Linked DNA regions of Mus musculus: all the other regions are linked to region 1. The links are chromatin contacts, called in public Hi-C and promoter capture Hi-C maps. All regions are on one chromosome and are shown on one strand. Each heading gives the region's core, a stretch centred on a gene start, on an enhancer-like site or on the middle of the called end of the contact. The rest is flanking DNA. Distances are from core to core; before and after follow the strand shown.

The links. Promoter capture Hi-C pulls out the DNA fragments that hold promoters and counts their contacts. A called contact is a pair of places that touch in the nucleus more often than the background predicts.
Region 2: a contact with region 1 is called in a Hi-C map of the G1E-ER4 cell line, with 8 times the contacts expected there. The contact joins the enhancer-like site here to the promoter of Crnde in region 1. A contact is called at or near these places in 1 of 39 promoter capture datasets (liver) and 2 of 484 Hi-C or Micro-C datasets (both in the G1E-ER4 cell line).
Region 3: a promoter capture Hi-C map of hematopoietic stem and progenitor cells shows a contact between it and region 1, with 4 times the contacts expected there. The contact joins the promoter of Rbl2 here to the promoter of Crnde in region 1. A contact is called at or near these places in 8 of 39 promoter capture datasets (the 3T3-L1 cell line, HPC-7-derived erythroid cells, cranial neural crest and 5 more), 3 of 484 Hi-C or Micro-C datasets (B cells, CD4 T cells and embryonic stem cells), 2 of 115 datasets of contacts at active chromatin or transcription factors (large pre-B cells and thymic regulatory T cells) and 1 of 9 other capture datasets (pancreatic islet).
Region 4: a contact with region 1 is called in a promoter capture Hi-C map of pre-B cells, with 3 times the contacts expected there. The contact joins the promoter of Aktip here to the promoter of Crnde in region 1. A contact is called at or near these places in 11 of 39 promoter capture datasets (the 3T3-L1 cell line, 3T3-L1-derived adipocytes, the HPC-7 cell line and 7 more), 7 of 484 Hi-C or Micro-C datasets (CD4 T cells, embryonic stem cells, liver and 2 more), 15 of 115 datasets of contacts at active chromatin or transcription factors (the 230-238 cell line, the NIH/3T3 cell line, the SCID.adh cell line and 12 more) and 2 of 9 other capture datasets (adipose tissue and liver).
Region 5: a contact with region 1 is called in a Hi-C map of embryonic fibroblasts, with 4 times the contacts expected there. The contact joins the enhancer-like site here to the promoter of Crnde in region 1. A contact is called at or near these places in 15 of 39 promoter capture datasets (the 3T3-L1 cell line, 3T3-L1-derived adipocytes, the HPC-7 cell line and 10 more), 1 of 484 Hi-C or Micro-C datasets (embryonic fibroblasts) and 12 of 115 datasets of contacts at active chromatin or transcription factors (the 230-238 cell line, acute myeloid leukemia, astrocytes and 9 more).

What each region holds. Positions count from the first base shown.
Region 1 is chr8:92,354,800-92,357,472 of GRCm38.p6, forward strand. Crnde (colorectal neoplasia differentially expressed (non-protein coding)) reads right to left here and starts at 1,321. Exons shown (of 4, transcript NR_110452.1): 1 at 889-1,321.
Region 2 is chr8:94,189,958-94,192,630 of GRCm38.p6, forward strand. No RefSeq gene overlaps it. Among named protein-coding and RNA genes, the nearest start is that of Gm39228, 7.9 kb to the left of the region's middle. Within about 2 kb of position 1,329, at least 150 of the 459 cell types and tissues checked have an H3K27ac peak or open chromatin away from gene starts, as enhancers often do. A contact at or near this core is called in the G1E-ER4 cell line and liver, where this site is marked.
Region 3 is chr8:91,068,759-91,071,431 of GRCm38.p6, forward strand. It overlaps Rbl2 (RB transcriptional corepressor like 2), which reads left to right and starts at 1,299. Exons shown (of 22, transcript NM_011250.4): 1 at 1,299-1,648. The coding sequence starts at 1,418.
Region 4 is chr8:91,132,712-91,135,384 of GRCm38.p6, forward strand. Aktip (thymoma viral proto-oncogene 1 interacting protein) reads right to left here and starts at 1,316. Exons shown (of 10, transcript NM_001302266.1): 1 at 1,189-1,316.
Region 5 is chr8:91,279,720-91,282,392 of GRCm38.p6, forward strand. It overlaps Rpgrip1l (Rpgrip1-like), which reads right to left. Exons shown (of 26, transcript NM_173431.2): 10 at 999-1,138. The region is part of intron 2 of Gm36163 (a long non-coding RNA gene); the gene reads left to right. Among named protein-coding and RNA genes, the nearest start is that of Gm36163, 7.3 kb to the left of the region's middle. Within about 2 kb of position 1,377, at least 43 of the 459 cell types and tissues checked have an H3K27ac peak or open chromatin away from gene starts, as enhancers often do. A contact at or near this core is called in the SN4741 cell line, embryonic fibroblasts and fibro-adipogenic progenitors, where this site is marked.

The sequences.
Region 1 (2,673 bases), core at 71-2,570:
TTTTAAGAGCTAGGCATAACTAGATCCGTGCAGACACGACAAACCAATAAACCCTTGGCAAGTTTTTAAATGAAGCTTAACAAGCCAACATTAAAAACAGAGTAACCTAGCCCTAGTACATGTTTAGAAATATACAAATGCAGCAGTAAGGGGGAATAAACGAGTCTTGGTGATCTGGCATGAGGGTCCTACCTCTGCTGGTGTATAAAAAGCTTCAGCGACAAGAGACCCGGAACTACAGCTAACAAGTGAACAGTTTCCCAAATGGAAAAGCTGACGGAACAGAAAGGAAAAAAAAAAAAAGGTGTTTGTGTGGGGAGGAGTGTTGATTCTCCCCTAGTATCAAGATAAAAAGTTAAAACCTTGTGTTTGCCAGCAAGAATGTGTTTACCAAGCGAGAATATAAAAGCTTTCTTGTAAACATGGAGAAAAGGACGCCAGATGCTATCTGAGTTCCGTCTGCCTGCTAATGATCAGCTTTCGCCTTCCCTCTCTTATTAACGCGGTTCTGTATCAGACGCAGGCGGCTGAGGCCAGCAGAGCAGCAGAGCCATCAGTGTGCAAATAAAGCAGAAAATAGAGACATCCTTAAGAAATGAGCCTTAAATTTGATGTAGAGCGGAGGTGACAACCAGAGAAACAAAATCGCAAATTCTAAATGTTTCAATATCTTGCAGGACACTTTCTAGTCCTTCACACACACCAAAAAAAATAAAAAAAATAAAAAAAATAAAAAAAAAGAGAGAGAGAGAGAGAGAGAGAGCAGAAAAAATATAGAGTGGGGAGCAAGATGGGGAGGGGGAGACAGAAACAGTCAAGTCGCCCAAGTGGCAGGATTATGTAATGAGGATGTCTGCGTGACAGACTTGGGCTCTCGGTGGCACAAACCTCCTTGGCTCGCTTTCAGAAGTCTTCGTCCTGGACCAGAGCCGAGACACTGATGCCGGGGACACGCGTGGGCCAGGGAGACACGCCCACGCGCGCCTGCCCGCACTCAGACCGCGGGGCCCTGCTGCGTCCACCGCCATCGGCTTGGTGCGCGGCTCTGCGCGGGCCGCGGACGCTCCCTCGTGGCAGGCCGCGCCGACCGTTAGCCGGGCTGAGCGGGCGGAGCCGGGGGGCGGTGCGGACGCGGGAGGCGGGGACCCGCGCGTCGGGGCGGGGACGCTCCCTGAAGAGCTCCGGCCTACCCCGAACCCGGAATGGTCAGCCCGAGAGGCAGCCTCAGGCCGCCGCACGCTCTCCAGGGCTCCGGTTTCGCGTGCCGATCAGTCTAGCTCGCAGCCGCCCGCTTCAGCAGCCGACCGCTTCTGGTCTCCATGACAATACGCAGCCAAAGACCCTCCCAGCCACGCCCCCTGGCGCTGGAACTCCGAGGGAAGCGGATTACGTCATCCAGAGGAGGGGCTAATGGAGACCAACGCCCAATCAGAGGCGAAGCTGTGTAGGGGAAGGGCGGGGTAGGCCTAGAGGTTCTTGGAGAATGTAGTCCGCGGGGTCCAACCTCTCGGGGGCGGAACCTGTATCCTGAGTGCTAAGTGAGGGGGCAGTCTGCGCGCGTGCGTGAATGCGCGCCGCGGTGCGGGTCCCTGTGCGATCCGCGTGGGGTTAGTGTTTGCCACGGCCCCAACCGAGCAAACTGCTTGCTGGCTAGTGAGAATCATTACAGGAAACTTTGTGTATTGTTACGCTCCAGCCTGCGCGTGGCTGGGTTGTGAAAGGCCACAAAATGCTTGATGTGTGGTGTGTGCACTCTGCCGCCGGCGGTCCTGGTTTACCAGCGCCCCTGTCTGTCCCAAAGCTTCAGTGCGTTTGTAATTTGCGGCGGCGGGAGGTGGAGACCAGGGACTAGGGTCTGTTTTGCCTTCTCACTGTGTGGCCGTGGGGGGTTTGGGGAGGGGGTGTTCCGAGAACTCTGCCTGGGACTCTGTGGTGTGTGTTTGCCGGGCCAGCGCCTCGCTGAACAAACAGCGGTTGGGTTGGACACTGTTCACTGCCCAGTGTTTGCAGTGGAACTGGGGCGGGGGCGAGCGAGGGTGGAAGGCGACTTAGTGGAACAAAAGGGGCGAGACCCCACACCCTCCGGCTCCACAGACCTGACGGGGCAAGCTGCTCGTGGCTAGACATGAGAAGCAGGCATCGCTACTTGGGATGGCAAGGGGCCGGGGGCGTCTGGGGGACCGACTCGGGTAGAACAGCTTCTCCGTCGGGCACTTCTTGCCCACTGCCTTCCTCGTTCCAGAGAAAAGTCACACCCCCAGCCAGAGACCCCAGAGTCTCCTCTCTAGCCTCTTCTCGTCGTCTGCCAGGGATGGGTGGAAGGAAGGGCTAGCGGGGCCCCTTCTACTTAGGCCTGGCTCTTGCCCACCTGCTGCAGTTGCTGGCGCAGAAAGGCGGTCATCTCGGCCTCGCTGTGCCCTGAGCGCCGGCATCCATCGACTCTCCCTGGGATCTGAATTCCAGGTCTCCAGCTCAACCTAGAGACCTCCGGCAGGAGGGAGAAGCCACTGTGGAGCGTGGAGGGAGAAAAACCACCTCCCAGCCCAGCTCTCGGGAGAACAAGACGTCCGCCAACTTCGCTATTCGCACTGGCGAGGAGGGCGCAGAGCGTTCTCCCGAGCGCAGCCCGCTGCATCTTTCCCTTTGTGTTCCCGAACGGCCCGAGCCAAGACT
Region 2 (2,673 bases), core at 79-2,578, 1.8 Mb after region 1:
TGAATGTGTCTAGAACAGTCCCTGGCACATATCAGGGACTCAGGACTCTCTCCCTCTCATCCAGCCATGGTGTGTGGCAGTCAGCAGGCAATCTATAAGTGTGCTCTAAGTTAAATGAGCATGTATCGGATACTGTCTGCCAGTCACATACTAATCAGGTCCAACCCCACTCAGCTTCCAAGAGGAGAGGAAATATAAATATAACAGACCCCCTGATAGAAGTCTTCAAGGCTCTGTTTCCTCCAGAACAACCCAGTCCTAAAAGATGAGGACAAGGGGCTGTGAGGTCAAAGAGATGCAGACACATCTAGAATTAACGAGTGACAATTACTGGGGGAATTTACGGACAGAAGTGTGGACCCAGGCACCAGAATGTCCAATTTGGCATCCCACATTTTGACTCAGTTGGGAGTTTAAAGGCTTGAACAAAAGTGACTTGACACTACTGGAAGGTAGCTGGCTTATCTTAAGATGATCATGAAGAGCCGGGTGCATCCTGCCAGTCTGACTGCAAAGTCTCATAAATGACTCCACCTTATCAACTCATGGTTTGCTAAGAAATTGTGCAGTGACCACTAACTAGGGTTACTCCAGGATAGTCACAGGGATAATCAAGATGGCTACAGTCCTGGCAAGCTGCACCTACATCGTGTTATTTGGGGATCAGTTACCACGTCAGAGCGTTGCTTCTGAGCTGGACCACTACAGTTTGAACATCTCCATCTTTAAATGGCTCCATTCCTGTCCCCCCCCCCCCCCGACTTTAGGGTAGTTGGTATGGAATAAGCTAAGACAGATGTGTGGGCCTCTTGGGAGAAGCCACGAGGTCAGAAGACATCTCTACTTGTTGGAAGACCCTACAATTAAGGTCGGCAGTCCACCATGTCCAGATAGGTTCTGAGCTTGGCACAAAGTGGAGGACTACCTTTCTCTGTGGGGCTTTCCCTTCTTTGCCTGACCTTATCTGGAGAGCAAGACCCTGCACATATCCTCTACCCCTGGAAAGTCATGTAGTCCGTGGCCAAGGTTCAACTTCCATCTCTCCCATTAAGAACCTGCCTCCAAAGCACCTGGAATTCCTCTCCATGTAAATGAAGCATTCCGATTCCCACCCCCTACCCCCCACCCCCGCCACAGCCAATAATTTACTCTCACCCTGAAAACCACTCCTCACAGTTCATATGACCTTTGTTCACCTCTAATTTAAAGGAGCAAGCAGTTTCGCTGCAGGTCATCTGCTAAGAAAGCTGAGTCACTGAACACCATGTAAAAGAGCTCTAACTCTGAAATCCTCGGAGAAGCCCCGCCCCCAACTCACAGCTGGACCGAGATCCTGCTGACGCAACCCTTCCGGGTTCCGTCCGCTTCATGCCCCCATCCTGACCCCCGGAGTGTGCAGTGGTGCTTAGACACCCCGAGGGAGGAAGCGGAACTCAGAACCGCACCAATCACGCTGTTTATTACACTTAGGGGGAGTGTGTGCGCACATTCATGTGCATGTGGCATGACAAGTGTATGCACGGCAGAGATCATTTTTAGGAGGTAGTTCTCGCCCACCATGTCCTAGGGATCAAATTCAGATCGCCCAGTTTGGCTAAAAGGTACCTTCACCCACTGAGCCATCTTTAAGGCCCTCACTCACTCCTTCACGTGACCACGTCTTGCCCACAGCAGGGAAACTGTCGGTGGATGAGCGGAGGAAGCAGGAAGTTAAGTCTGAGGGCTTGGCATGATACCCTATCCAACCCTATATAATCCATAGTAGTTCAAAAGAGAGAAACCAGTTAGATTCTCTCTTCTGAAGAGTGTAAATTCAAAATGCACGTGGAGCATCTAACAAAAGGGCCCCCAGGGCGTGTGTGTAACTAGAGTGACATGTGTGACTGTAAAGAACCTATTCTAAATGGCAGCCACAAGAACTGGTGGGCCAAGCCTGGGACTTGCGTTTCCATGGGAAATGCTGTATATCTCATTTTTCAAGGGATGCGGGGTGGCTGGACATCTTCTGAGAGGGCACCCACCGTACTGTGTGAATTCTGAAAGCAAGCCCTATACCATCTGGGATTCTCTGGGCACAAGCTGCAGGGGTGAGGTCTAGGTAAATTAGGCAAGGCAAATTCATTAAAAAAGGACTTCGGGATCCATGAGGTTGACAGGAATAGCGGAAAACTAGACTTAGAAAATGATAAACCGGGCTGGAGAGTTGGCTCAGCGGTTAATAGAGCACTGACTGCTCTCCCAGAGGTCCTGAGTTCAAATCCCAGCAACCACATGGTGGCTCACAACCACCTGTAATGAGATCTGATGCCCTCTTCAGGTGTGTCTGAAAAAAGTTACAGTGTACTTACATAAATAAAGAAAAAAGAAAAAAAAAAGATGTTAGGCCTTGGTCAGAAGGGTAAAGAAGAAGCCTGGGTTCGCCATTTTTGTCACCTAGTGGTGGCTTCTCTTTTTATTGTCTGCCTCTCAGGGCTCTATCTGACTTCTAGACCCTCACCAGCATTTAAGAGGCTTAGGCAGGAGGATTGCAACACGTTCAATCTAGCCTAGACTACATGGTGAGTTCCAGGCTAGCCTAGCCTAGGCTACAGAATGAGACACTCAAGGGGGGAAAAAAAAGGGCCAGGCACAGTAGCACATGCCTTTGATCCCAGCACTCAGTAGACAGAGGCA
Region 3 (2,673 bases), core at 49-2,548, 1.3 Mb before region 1:
CTGAGAATCTCCCCAGCCCTTTTCAATCAATGTGTTTATCTCCACTAGATTCTCTTCACCACTTAAGCCCATGCAATGTGCCTTAAAAGTTTCTTTTCCGTGAGCAAATTCTTTGAAATTCCCTTCATATCTAAGCTTAGTTAGAGATTCGGTAGCTTTAACACCTCAAATCATAAATATAGGAAAGTTTCAAGCCCGGGGACAAAAGGCTGAGGTGCCTATTTAACATATCAAAGAGGACCTGGCTGCTCTGTTCTCCTGGTAGCCCTCAACCTCTACCTGTTACCATAGCCAGCCCCCTACCCAAAACTCTCCAGCTCAAGGGGTGGGCTGTGCTTTCCTATATAATCCAGACATTTTAGTTTCTAGCTCGGTGTACCTTTGGGCCTTCTAGCTGCTGCACCTGGTTCCCCTCTCTCCCCTCTCTCCCTTCACCTCCCGCGCCCCCTCCCCGCACTCTCCTCCCTCAGGTGGCTCAGGGTCATGTCCACTCTGGACTCACTCAGATGTCCCTGCTCTACGCTCTTCCTTTTATCTGTAAGAAACTTTAGCCGTATCTAGGAGCAGTTATGTGATAGCTAATATACATTTTAAGTTATTCTTGAAAACACATTCATGATTATTTGTGTGATTGAGGGTTGAGGGTTGAGGGTTTTTTATTTTGTTTTTGTTTGGTGAAGTGAGATCAATTCTTAGCTCAATATACCTTTGCCATTGATAGCGTTGACATAGGAGTGTCACTTGAGGAATCCTCTCTGTTGGATTGACCTGTGGGTCTTGCCTAGGGAGGTGGCGGCCGCGGGGGTGGCGTTGTATTAAGAAAGTAGCTGATAAAGCAACGGGGAGCTAAGTCAGTAAGCAGCGTCCTGCTTTAACCTCCGTCAATGATGAACTGTAAAGACTAAAATGAAATAAGCCCTTTCCTCTCCGAGTTGGTTACAGTCCGTGTTTATCTCAGCAACAGAGACTAGAAAGGGCAGGCAAACTATTATCTTTACTTTGGACCTTTTAGCTTTACTATCTGAGGACCTCTAGGTGAGGATGTGTGTAAAGGGCTTATATACTAAATCCTGTCGATATTTCTTGGTCTTTTTCTCTTCAAACGAGCCTTCTGAATGGTCTCACTATTGAGAGATGCTTTTTAAAACGGTAGAGGACGTGTCCATTCACCCCTAAATGATGCACAGCTCGTTTTTTGCTTTCTTCTTCCATGACTTTTGGTCTCCCTGAGATCCCGGCCGAGACTACATTTCCCAGCAGGCCGTGCTCAGACCTACGGGTGCCCGCATGGGACTGAGGAACTTTGGGGGCGGCACAGTAGCAGGACAGGCTGCTGACGGGCCGGCGCTTCGCGGTTTGAATGGCTGCGGGCCCGGGCCCTGAGCGCATCTGAAGAGCCGCGGCCTCGGGGTGCGCCATGGCATCTGGAGGCAACCAGTCGCCACCGCCTCCTCCAGCTGCTGCAGCCAGCTCGGAGGAAGAGGAGGAGGATGGCGACGCCGCGGATCGCGCGCAGCCCGCGGGGTCCCCGAGCCATCAGATCCAGCAGCGGTTCGAGGAGCTGTGCAGCCGCCTCAACATGGACGAGGCGGCGCGCGCCGAGGCCTGGAGCAGCTACCGCAGCATGAGCGAGAGCTACACGCTGGAGGTGCGTGCTCAGATCCTCCGTGGAGATCGGGGACTCGGGGTGGCCCTAGGATCACTTGGTCGTTTGCCCCGCACCATTGCCTCCCCCTGGCTTTGCGGCCGTCAGAGGAAACTCATTAAGTTTCAGGCTTGCTTACGTGTGAGAATGGCTTAGGATTTATTGTCCCCCACCCCCCGGGCAGATGAAAAGCGGGTGTAGACACACAACATTTGTTGCTGAACTTGGGCACTCTTTTTGGCTGTCATCCAGGTGTAGGCTTGTTATGTTCCGTTCTTGGGACGGGGCTTTGCAGTTGACGAAAATGGCTATTCGGGCTAGTGCCTGTCAACTCTGCAGGCACCTCCCCTGTATGGGCCAATGGGAAGTGACACGGAAGTCCGGATTGTTTTTCAGCTGCCTGTGCGTATGACCCTTTGATTTTATATATGGAAGCTTATCGAAGTAGCAGAGCAAAGAGGCCCCCGACCCGAAGGCTAAGCAAGGTGTTATTTAACTATGATATGGATGTACTTGTGCCATTCTTCTGAGTCGGTTTATTTCTATTTTTTTAAAAATCGACACACATCGAATTCCCCTCTCTCCATTTGTTACACTCACAAAAAAAAGAAACATGGCAGCTTTAGACCTGTGTCTGAGTGACTCTGGACAAGTTTTTAACCACAGTGAAACTCAGTTATGTTGTGTGAGCAGTTTTGTTACTTGTGCCCACTTCAAAGTGCTTACCTAAAGCTTAACTAAAGCAATGTGTGTATGTGTGCAGAAAATTTCCTAGACTGAAGCAGTCTGGCTGAAGAGACCGTAGCCGCCTTCCTTACCCAGTGTTTCCGATAGCCAGGCAAAGAGGAGAACTTCTGGTTTGAAGGACACAAATACTCCCAAACGAATTCTTACTTCACCTTAGAGATGACGCTGTAAATTAGCAAGAATGAGTATTATAACATAGCAGAGACTTCAAATCACAGACTAAGTCATATGAAGCCTGGTGTCACATATGCAAGTGGCATTTAACAGATGCTTAGTAAATT
Region 4 (2,673 bases), core at 66-2,565, 1.2 Mb before region 1:
CTGACTTGCAGCCAGGTAGGGCTTTGCAAACCTGCTTTTAAAGGTGGCTGACACCATAGTGCATCAAAAATTCAAGGAGGGTTATGTTCCTGTTTGGCTCAAATGAAAACTATATATTTTCCTTAAGGACTAGTAACCCACTGCCTAGACACACATGTTTTCTCAAGGTTTTTCTTCACCTCTTGAGAGGCGTGGCATTTCCTATTTGTAAATGTACTGGCACTGGGCACCTTTCATGTCTTCTGCCTTTAAAAATTCAGTACATGGCCCTCAGTTCCTCCAAAAGGTACCATGTACCGTCCAGCGCAGCCATATTTTTAACTCAGTGGTTCCAATAGCAACATAAGCACAAGGAACCGTAGCCAACTTTTCAGAAACTACAGTTTGCTAGATGAGCAATCTACCATAAGCATAGCATGACATCGTCCAATAGTAATGACAGATGTAAGGAAAACAGGTTCCATCCTTATTCGCAGAAAATACCACCAGACTTCCTGCTCCTCTGACTCTTAAAAAAAAAAAATGATTGCATGCATTTACACAGCTGAGCGAAGTCTGCATCTTCACCTATGCGACAGTGAGTATACCGCAGAGGGCCAATGAGACCTAGCTACCATCGTTCTTCTGTGACACAGAGCTAACTAATGTTATCACCCCAAAAAGGGTTTACGAAATTCCACATTAAGAGGCCACCAGACAGGACCGAGGAAAAGTAAACAGCCCGGGCCTCCGACAGCCCGGCTGGCTGGGCAGCTAGCTGGGCCGGGCACCCTGGCCCGGGGCACAATCCCATTTCGGAGCACGTAGAGAATCTGGACAAACCTGTCCCGAGGTGATGTAAGGCTGGTGCCCGGCCCTAGCCTGGAAGCGAGTTGGAGGCTGGCTGGGCCCGCTAGTCTGCAGCCGAGGCCGAGAGCCTGGGGCTTCATGTCAGCCCCTCGCCAGACAGACGGGACCCAGCGCAGGAGGGGCAGACCAAGCGGAGCAGAGCGCCACCAACCCTGCCGCCCTCTTCCTCGGGTGCAGCAGGTGCCTGCAGCGCACAGGTGCGGCCCCGCCCCCGTGTCCCCGCGCGGCCGCCGTCGCCCCGGTCCCTAGCGCACCCCAGGGAACCGAACGCCGGGCCGCGGACACAAACCCTCTGTCCTGACGACTCGGTAGCCACCAGCCCAGAGGTGAGACGCTTACCTGGATGCCCTCGGTGCGGAGCGCTGGGGGCCGAGCGCCACCGCGGGCCAACAGCATCTCCGGCTGTCCTGCAGCCCGGCCCCTGCCGCTCCTCTCCCGCAGAGCCCCGCCCCGCCCTGCCCTCAGCGGGACACGCCCTGGACACGCCCTAGACTGGGCGCTTCCGCTCGGATACCCATGCCGAATGGCTCTCTCTCGCCGTCCATCAAAAACGTACTTCCGGGAGGTGTTGGGGCTTGGAGCTCCGTCCTGCCAATCAAGTTAGCGCCGCTCGGGTGGGGCCGCGCTCGTACCTCCCCCTTACGTAACAGCGCCCAGGGACGAGCTGTCAGTCAAAGAAGCTTCAATCCCTGGGGAGGCTGGGACGAGAAACAAACAGGCACCAGGCCGCCATTGGACGTGGCGTGTGTCAGTCACCATGGATACCCACCCAGAGGTTTATGCGGCAGCCACTATAGCCAGTCTCCGGCAGTGATTGCTGCTAGCTCTTGGCTCCGCCAAGCGTCAGCCGGTATCCAGGCCTGGACTCTGAGCCACTGGCTGGAGAGGGAGGTCTGCAGCTCCCTGGTGGGAGTGATGGGATTTATTAATCAACTTGCTTAGGAGACAATAAGTGACACAGAGTAGAATTTAGCTGAGGTAGTGCTACCTTTACAATAAATCCAAAGTTATCAGGCTTGTTAGAAAGAATTCTGTAAATGTTTCTTCCCGGGGATTGATGTGCATTAGGTTCCATTCCCATAACCAAAAAAAAGACAACCCTGATTTACAACCAGCCATTAAACACATTAGCGTATCAAAGAACGTGTCTCTAACGGATACAAGCATCCTGAAGTTCTGGCCTGACATAAAGCCCCGTTTCTCTGGAGAAAAGCATAATTCTGCCCAGTGGCCAAGATGACCCTCTGTAACGACTATTATCGAACAACACTGATGTACTTAAGAAATAATTCTGGCGCCGGGCAGTGGTGGCGCGCACGCCTTTAATCCCAGCACTTGGTAGGCAGTGGTAGGCAGATTTCCGAGTTCTAGGCCAGCCTGGTCTACAGAGTTCCAGGACAGCCAGGGCTACACAGAAAAACCCTGTCTTGAACCCCCCCCCCCAAAAAAAAAAAAAAAGAAGGAAGGAAGGAAGGAAGGAAGGAAGGAAGGAAGGAAGGAAGGAAGGAAGGAAGAAATCTGGCAATATTTGGCTGTGTAAATCTTAAATGGCCAGACTTGCAGCCTACAGTCTCTGTTTCTACTGTGGCCTGCATCCCTTAGTCCCTACTTGTTACAAGATATGTCTGGCCCCTACTCTAATTTTTCCCCGCCCGGGAAACATGCTGCCTTTCTCCCTAGAAGCCCTTCCCCATGTAACTCAGCCATTTTGGTTACCTGCTCCTTTCAGTTTACCCCTTACTCTCTTAGCCAGTCTCTTAGACCAAGCTGCCTCTCTTGGTTGGCAGCTCCCCTTCTAGCTCTCTGTTTCCACATCTCCTCAGG
Region 5 (2,673 bases), core at 127-2,626, 1.1 Mb before region 1:
TAAAAGTACATTTTTTCTCACTAAGTCTGTATTAAACCATTTTTTTGTTGTTGTTGTTATGGACACAGGGTTTTACTATGTAGCCCAAGGCGGGTCTGGAATTTGCAATTCTCCTGTCTTGGTCTTCTGAGTGTTATGATTAGAGGCATGCGCCACCATGTCGCTGAATCCAACTTCTACAATTCTCGTGTAACTGACTTGCAAATGTTCCAAAGGAGCAACCTTCTTACTATATTCCTGGGTGTATCTTATGGGTGCACACACAGGTGCCAAACTTGAATATAAATCTCTCACCCAACACAGTGTATCTGTGTGCACTGCGTCTGCGTATGAGTCAGTGTGGAATACAGCAGTCCAGACATCTTTAATTACATTTTACTCTATGAGACAAGACCTAATATGATTATGTTTAGTGATTATTCCTTAACAGCGACATTTTGACAAAGCATCTTGGTTAATAGAATAAATACAGACATCTTACTATTAGATTGCTCTGGTTTGATCTTTCAAAATCTGCAAGAGGCTTTCTTTGGATCTTCCCCACTGTATCAGCTATTACCTGTACAATCACAGACTTCTCTAACTACTGTTGGCTTCCATGAGTTATGAGAGTAAGCCTTTTATTTGCTGTATCCTTGGAACTTAGAACAATGCTGAGCACTTGTTCAATAAATATTTGTTGACTGTGAAATAAAGGAAAGATCAGAACTTAGGGATATTAAACTAATGAAAAACAACTTGGATAAAAGGGAATCTGAGAAACAATTCTTTTGGCATACATATAAGGCATATATGTATGTCATATATTATACATATACCTCCCCCCCCACTATACATACATACATACATATATATATATATATATGTAATATGCACTGCTTTGTCCCCAGAGGATAGCAGGATGACTGGCGGACAGTAGGCATACATGAAGTATTGGCTGACTCAGCAAATAAGCATCAGATGTCTGCATAAGTAAATGGGTGGTTATTTCTATGTACCTCTTTCAGTCTTTAGTTTGTCAAGGACTTCGGTTTTGTCTGTAAGATCAGATTTTAAGGCAGTTTCGAGCTGAGCAATCTGCACTTTCATCTGCTGCTCCTTTAACTTCCACTGCTCTTCATGGGCAGCACTGAAGGCGCTGTAAAACACACGTGACAGGCAAGGAGAGCTGGGAAATCAGCTTCACCCGAAAATAATAAAGAGAAAGCTTTTAGTGGCACAGAGACCACTGTCATCATGTCTTAGGAATTAAGTAAACATATGCTGGTCTGCTGCTGTTGAAACCGAGGCGCCTTGCTCAGGCTGCGGTTAGGGAACATGAAAGAGTTTGTGGGATGAGCAAAGGAACTGGCCTTAATTTAGAGCTCCAAAGCCAGAGAAGTTGGCAGCGTGCAGCTTTTGTGGACTAGTAAAGGAATTCAGATACTGTACACACTCCAGAGGAGTCCACGGCTCCAAACCTCAGCAACTAACAGGCAGGGCTAGCCTCCTCCACTTACAAGAGCACTCAATACTAAGAAAAGGCATCGCCCACCTGATCTACACTTAATTCTGAGAAAACGGCAAGTCTGTAATAATTTCAGACGTACTGAACCACACGGGGTAACTGACACTAAGAAGGGGTGCAAGGGCGGCTTTACCCTACAATAAGTCCAACAGGCTAACGAAGAACAAATAACTTGACTGTTGACACAGAGACGATTATGAAGACAGAATCATGATTGATTCCTTAACCAAGGCTTAGTGCTTTGTTCTGAGACAGGGTCTCTGGCATAGGCTGGTCTTGAGCTCCCTATGTGGCTGAGAATGATCTGAATCTTGTGGCCTGGTATCCACCTCTCTAGGGCTAAGACTGTAGGCATGTACCACTACACATGGTTATATGATGCCGAGATACAACCTAGGGCTCTGTGAACATACTCTACCAACTGAGCTACCTCTGCAGCCCAATGTAGTGTCAGTTACAGCTTAAATCTGCTAGTGATCAAGGCGTGGAAGACTAGAGGCAGCACGAGATAGGAACAACTAGATGCTGCAGAGGGAGAAAACAACCGTTTCTTTATCTAGTGGGTCTTGAACATGGCAAACAACGGTGCTACAGCAGCTCGCTTCTCTGACACGCAGGGACATTTCAAAGGGAGAGGCCTGGCAACTCACGTTTCTGTAGCCTCCCAGGTGATAGCCAGACTTCAGGAAAACTTATTTTGATCTGCATTTCAGCAGAAAACCATTATCTGTGAAGCTTGACGTGACTGGGGAATCACCCTCAGCTCCGAGCCTTCTACTTATTTTAAACTCAGTAAATAAAACAAAAATCTATACAGTCTGGCTTTATACTAATGAGGAAGTGAATGAAAAAGAAAAGTATTACTGGGAATGGCCCTTAAGGCTGCCAACAAGGCCTGAGGCTTCATTCCAAAAGAGATACTTTCTGTAAAAGGCACAACTTTAAAAAAAAATCTGTATTCATTTCACATTTTGAATACCTTTACTACATTTAAAATATCAGCTTGAAAATAAATGGAATTTCAGAAGCCACTCTAAATGATATGTTTTCCTCTCTCTATGTTCTCATTTCACATAGATTCTTAAAAACAACAACCACAGAACTGATATGCCAATAACTTAAGCTAATTTTTATCAAAGGTAGAATTACTTAGACATAAATGAACT